Linked DNA regions of Mus musculus: region 1 is linked to region 2. The links are chromatin contacts, called in public HiChIP or PLAC-seq maps. All regions are on one chromosome and are shown on one strand. The core of a region is the stretch at or near the end of the contact, and the rest is flanking DNA. Distances in the headings are between cores, read along the strand shown. Region 1 overlaps Pgs1 (phosphatidylglycerophosphate synthase 1). Region 2 overlaps Tnrc6c (trinucleotide repeat containing 6C).

Region 1 (3,347 bases), core at 709-3,208, 270 kb before region 2:
ATTTTTTTTCCTGAAAGAAAAAAATACCACATGTCCCATTGAAAACTAAGCCTGAGAGCTTCGAGGCAGAGGCTGTCGGGCTCACTTAGGGAACCAAGACAAGCTCATGCAATTTCCACATTTACAGCTAGTTCCCCTAAGTCATCTCTTTCTAGATAGCATCTAGCACCCAGTTCTGATTACAGGAGAAGGAAGTGGTGCGAACAGACAAGCAGGTCTGAAGGACCTGCCAAAGGCCTCTCTCTCCTTTCCCTCGGAATGTCCAGAGAGTACAGAGAACAGGGCCTGCAGGCCAGCGGTCCCCCCACCCGACACCCAAGGCCTGGAAGCACACATTCCGAGGCCTAGAAGCATGTGGGGCCAACAGCACAAAGGCATCCTCAGCCTGCAGCCTGCGGACCAGGACAGCATCCTCTCACAAGTGCGCAGGCCACACCCACAGGATACCTGACTCTGGGTCAAGGTTCAGCCAACAGAATTAAGGCTTCCTGGAGATGTTGCAGACAAATTCCCTGAACTCAGGAATGACTGGAAAGCCAATAGGCAGGGTCCTATGGAGGGAGCACGAGTGTGAAAGGTGGAAGTGGGTCAGGCAGAGAAATAGGCTTCTTCCCATCATCCCAACGACCTACAGACTCAACCACCCCAGCACACAGCATGTACATGCTTCTCTGGGCCCCTGAATGGATGGCGAAGTCAGCCTGGTGTACATGAGTCCCAGGTAAAACAGTTTCCCCCTCAACACTCCTCCCCAGCATCAACTGGGTTCAGAATAGCCAAACTGCCACCCCACAGAAAGCACCTTGGGTGGCGCAGCAGGACCATTCATCTCACCAAGCATTTTGAGGCTCCAAGTACCTGTGGAAAGACACTGGCTTGCCTTGCCTATGGGTGAGCCATGGTGAGACCCAGCCTAGCTCCCCTATTCTTAGCGGAGAGACAACCCCAGAAGCACAGTGTTGTCTGCAATTCACCTCTGAAGCCACAGTCCCAGTGCTGCCACCACCCTCGGGAGACAGTAGGACTAAAACTCCTTCCCAGGGTAGGCAACAACACACCAAGGCTCACTCTGGATGAGTACATGAATTTACTCATGTACTCATGAATTACATGAGTGGCTTCCTGACAGAGCACAGGGGATGGGTCAGCATATGTGCTCCCCACAAGAAGGACACACCAGAAGCAGGGAAAATGATGTCCCCAAAGCCCCCTCTCTGCAGTCTTCGCCAGCCTATATACCTTACCCCTGCTCTAGGGCCATGTGCTGTAAGCAGCAGTCTTGCATACAGCAGGTGTTAAAGAGAGAATACTTGCTCAGGTGTGGGTCTTGTGACCCTCCCAGACCATCTATGAAGGATAGATGTGAAGAGACAAGCCCAGCTTAGATCTCTTTTCAAGTCCACACAGCTGAAAGACCAAGATGACAGTTGTTTGGCTCTGGGGATACAAACTGTAGGTCAACCTGCTCAGCTTTGGACAGTGCTGTGAAGCTGAAAGACTGCCTGCCCTACCAGAGAACCCTCAATGGCCAGGAATGCTGTGTCCTGCACATCGGCCTCAGGGTTCATTCCCTCTGGGAAACACACAGAGTTCCTGGCAAAGACTGATGGGATCCCAGTCAAATCTGTCCAAAAACACCCCCTGCCCTTCCCTCCAAGTCTTTAAAAGAAACTGTGGTATTTGGTCATCCCATTTTCAGAAACTACTTTTTCAGAAGAGTCCACCCTCCACTCCCCCACATTTACATATTTACACGTAAAGGTAACTGATGAGAAGATCAACAGTCATAGCTTCCTGAGAAGTCTGTACTTCCTGCAGCCCTGGCAGCAGAGGCCCTTCCTGACTTCTGCCGTCTGAGCCCAGGAAGGGAAGTGATGCTCTCGGTTACTCAACACTGTGGCCACTGGACTCCCCAGCAAGCACCGCTCCAGCTATACACTGACCACAAGCTAAAGGGAAGTCAGTGACACTGGGGACTGAAGAGCTGCCGGCTACTGAGGCACAGCAGGAACTAAGCATGACATGGACCATACCTGCCCCCGAGGGCTCCCGTCAGGCTGTCTCCTTTACTGACTTAAGTCAGTATTTACAGAGAGGATTAGATATGGAAGGAACTGAGTGGTTTAATCCCAGGCAGCTCTCCATCTGCTTAGCAGCATGTGCCCAGCTGGGCCCCACTCACACCAGCTAAGTCACACTCAGGGAAACTCAACAGCAACTTACCAAGCTACAACTAAAAGTCAATCAGCTGAGAATTCTGAGAAACTATTCCTTGGTTCCAGATTCTCTCTGCCACCTGCTCTCACTGCCCTAAATAATAAATCAGGAGGCGACTGAGGACTGAGGACTAGCTCAGTGGCAAAGTGCTTGTTCAGCATATGTAAGCGTCCTGTGTTCAAACCCAGGACAACCAGAAAACGTTGACAAACTCAGGGAAGCAGAGCACAGTGAATAGTACTTGAAATAAGAAGCACTTGAAGGCAAGTGGATCAGCTGTTCGCGTTTGAAGCTAGCCTGGGCTACATAAGACGATGTGTCAAAAACTAAAATAAGCCAAAGGACAGAGCTCTAATGAGTTGGGAAGGCCGAGCCCCCACATTAGAAATGGTCAAAGGAGAGTAACCCTGCAGTGGGAAAATTCCTCAGTAGAAGTTTCTCAGGATGTCCACTAACCCTCCAAAGTCACACCGTTCAAAGACCCTTCCCTCTATGGTTACTTGGTTCCCTCTCACAAGCCAGGAATTGGACCAGTGTCTCTGTCTCGCCGCCCCTCCCCCACAAAATAAGATTTTGTTATACATAGTTAATAAATAAATATTGCTTTAAAGGAAAGTCTACAGGCCACAAGAGGATACTTTCTTGTATGGCAAACAAATTCAAGATGAGGACAGAACCCCCTCTTTATACACTTCCCACTAAGTCTCACCTGCTCCAGTAAGGAGCCCATTTTGTGCATCACTAGGCGTGGGCTTCTGAGCACTGGGCACCTCCACCTGGCTGCAGCTCACAGGCCACAAATGACCTCATCATCATTCCCCAAACCTGTGGCTTTTACTCCGGTTCAGTCACCCGACGCCCTACCTCAGCAGCATCCCCAGTGCAGGACTAACTCTTCCCTCCCATTGCCCTGACATCACAGGAGCACCTCCACCACCAATCTCAGGCCTGCGCCATTCACAAACGAAATCACACAAGGACCTAGCGTTTGCCTCCAAGGTCTCTGGCCCAGGACACTGACTTGCTCCTAGCTCCTCTCCTACTTAGCAACACTCCATCAGCTGCTAGAAATGGTTCAAGCACTGCCCCCCCCCCACGCCTGCTCACATCACCCCCCCTTAAATGCCCAC
Region 2 (2,995 bases), core at 477-2,976:
TGTTTCCTTGATGTTATCAAGATGACTGGACTAGCTCCTGCTGTGCAGGAGACAGCAACCAACATTCAAAAATCTACTTTGGTGAAATTCTTAGGAATCTAATGGTGTGGGGCATGTGTACCATTTCTTCTAAAGTGAAGGATGAGTTACTGCACTTAGAAAGAAGCGTTTAATGGGCCTGTCTGGATTCTGGAGACAGCACATCTACTCACTTGGGTGTGTTACTCAGGGTCCGTAGACCCAGTGACTTGGGAAGGTGCTAGCTTCGTGTGGAGCCTGAACAGGAGAAGACTTCTCAACAGGTCCAGGCTACTATGCAGGTTGCTCTACCAATTGGACCATATGGTCCTGCAGAGCCAATGGTGCCTGAGGTCTCAGTGGTAGACAGGGATGTTGTTAGGGTGTTTAGCAGGCCTACAGATGACTCACAGAGACCTTTGGGATTTAGGAGCAAGGACCAACCCTTGGCTGCAGACAACTATTCTCTCTTTGAAAGACAGCTCTTGGCTTGCTAGTGAAAATTGATCATTTGACAATCAATGGGCCACCAAGTTATCATGCAACTTGAACTTTCTATCATGAGCTGAGTATTACCAAACCCTCCAACTTATAAACTAGGATGTATACAGCAGCAATCCAATCAAATGGACACAGAATATATATGATCGGACCCAAGAAGGTCCTGAAGCCACTAGCCCAAATGCCTACAGGTTCTATTCCTGTTACAATACCATCTGCTGAGATATAACTGTGTGTTCAGTTGACAAGTGTGTACCTGGGAGGGATATTCCTCATTGTCAACTCGTTTACATCTGGGAGGGATATTTTTTCTGAATTAAATCATGTGAAGTGGGAAGACACATTTTTAACCTGGATCTTTTGAGATGGGAGGATCCACCTTTGCTTTGGGCTACACCCTGGCAGGCAGCCTCTATAAGGACAAAGAAGCAAGCTTGCTAACAGCCTGCTCATTCCAGCTGTAAAGCCCGTGCCTTCACTGGCAGTGGAGCCTACGTCTTTGGAATTCTCCTGTACACTGAAGGCCAGCTAAGACATCCAGCCTCGTGGGCTGAATCACTGCTGGAATCTCAGACCTTCCATTGGTAGACAGCCACTGCTGGATTAGCGTATAACAAACCCCACATAATTCCCGCTCTAAGTCTGCTCCTCTGGAGGACCCTAACTGATATACTCTAACATTTTAATTTTTATATCTACATTTGGTATTAGACCTTCATATATGCCTGTGTGAGGGTGTCAGATCCTCTGGAACTGGAGTTATAAACAGTTGTGAGCTGCCATGTGGGTGCTAGGAATTGAACCTGGGTCCTCTGGAAGAGCAGCCGCTCTTAACCTCTAAGCCACCTCTCCAGCTTCCCACTCTCCTAATTTGGATGGAGCTCAGGGAAAGTCAAGACCACTTGAAGAACTATCACAGTCATCAGAAGGAACATATTGTGTTCAATATCAACCTTTGAAAATAGTTACACAAGCTTTGTTGCTTGACGTAAAAACTAACATAGCTGGGGGATAGGCAGGAAACGAAGCTCTCTATGTTCAAAGGTTGGTGCTGACCACAGTATGAGCCTAAGCTTAGTGAGGCTCACAAACAAACCTGGCCCACTGTGCACACAGGGAAGAGAAGGTGAGGGAAGTGGGGTGACCAGCTGAAGTCTGAGACTCCTAAGTAGTGAGGAACCAAAACTCATGCTTCAAAACAAGACTCTCCTGCTAGTTACCACACATCAGTGCAACTCCCCTAAAAAGGGAAGATAAATGAGGTTCAAGTGTAACGCTAAATACTCTTTTTCCTGTTTAAATGGCTTATATGTTCTATAAATAGTAGCCTCTATAAAAATCTAAGCAACATAGCTGTCTTAAGTGACTAAATCCAAAAGGATTAAATCAGCGGGCGGTGGTGGCGCACACCTTTACACTTGGGAGGCAGAGGCAGGCGGATTTCTGAGTTCGAGGCCAGCCTGCTCTACGGGGTGAGTTCCAGGACAGCCAGGGCTACACAGCGAAACCCTGTCTCAAAAAACCCAAAAAAATAAAAAATAAAAATAATTAAAGGATTGAATCACAACAACAAGGGAAAAAGCTTTCCTCTTGATGTTTAAATACCCACATTACCCTATGAGGATAAAATTTTCTCTTTTTAAAAAATATTGTTTATTATTATTTATACCAGTACACTGTAGCTGTCTTCAGACACACACCAAAAGAGTGCATCAGATTCCATTACAGATGGTTGTGAGCCACCATGTGGTGCTGGGAACTGAACTCAGGACCACTCGGAAGAGCAGTCAGTGCTCTTAGCCCCTGAGCGTTCTCCCCAGCCAGAGGATAACACAGACCTCCCAAAAGCTATAGTAAGCCACATCCATATCAGGCAGTGACTTGGTCAGGTAGGAAAGTTAGGACTCTGTTGAATGCTTTTATTGGCACTCACACAAACAGCAAAGGAGTTTGTTCTTCACCACCACAGGTCTTTTAACTGAATGACAAACCACAAACTGGAGAAAGCAGTCCCTGGTGGTTTTGACCATGTGTGTCCCTTAATATTTACTGTGAGCACAGATTCCTTGCCTCTGGTTTTTGGGTCAAAGAGCATAGCTGTCGTTAGCTCTTGAGACCCTCCCTCTCTACCACATGTAAAATTGACTTCATATAAAAATCCAAGGGAGACATAATCAGCCACCAAACCCGGACACTATTGGATACGCCAGAAAGATTTTGCTGAAGGGACCCTGTTATAGCGGTCTCGTATGAGGCTATGCCAGTGCCTGGCAAATAAATACAGAAGTGGATGCTCACAGTCAGCTATAGGATGGAACACAGGGCCCCCAAGGGAGAAGCTAGAGAAAGCACCCAAGGAGCTGAAGGGGTCTGCAACCCTATAGGTGGAACAACAATATGAACTAACCAGTACTAGTCGGCCATCATTGGGAAGAGAGGCCCCTTGGTATTGCAAACTTTATATGCCCCAGTACAG

What was found. HiChIP or PLAC-seq counts read pairs in DNA pulled down with a chosen protein or histone mark.
Region 1: an H3K27ac HiChIP or PLAC-seq map of microglia shows a contact between it and region 2, with 6 times the contacts expected there. The contact joins two enhancer-like sites. A contact is called at or near these places in 3 of 39 promoter capture datasets (3T3-L1-derived adipocytes, liver and pre-B cells), 2 of 115 datasets of contacts at active chromatin or transcription factors (extraembryonic endoderm stem cells and microglia) and 1 of 9 other capture datasets (adipose tissue).

The regions. Positions count from the first base shown.
Region 1 is chr11:117,990,487-117,993,833 of GRCm38.p6, reverse strand. The region is part of intron 1 of Pgs1 (phosphatidylglycerophosphate synthase 1); the gene reads right to left. Among named protein-coding and RNA genes, the nearest start is that of Pgs1, 5.3 kb to the right of the region's middle. Within about 2 kb of position 1,958, at least 155 of the 459 cell types and tissues checked have an H3K27ac peak or open chromatin away from gene starts, as enhancers often do. A contact at or near this core is called in microglia, where this site is marked.
Region 2 is chr11:117,717,677-117,720,671 of GRCm38.p6, reverse strand. The region is part of intron 4 of Tnrc6c (trinucleotide repeat containing 6C); the gene reads right to left. Among named protein-coding and RNA genes, the nearest start is that of Tmc6, 62 kb to the left of the region's middle. Within about 2 kb of position 1,726, at least 23 of the 459 cell types and tissues checked have an H3K27ac peak or open chromatin away from gene starts, as enhancers often do. A contact at or near this core is called in microglia, where this site is marked.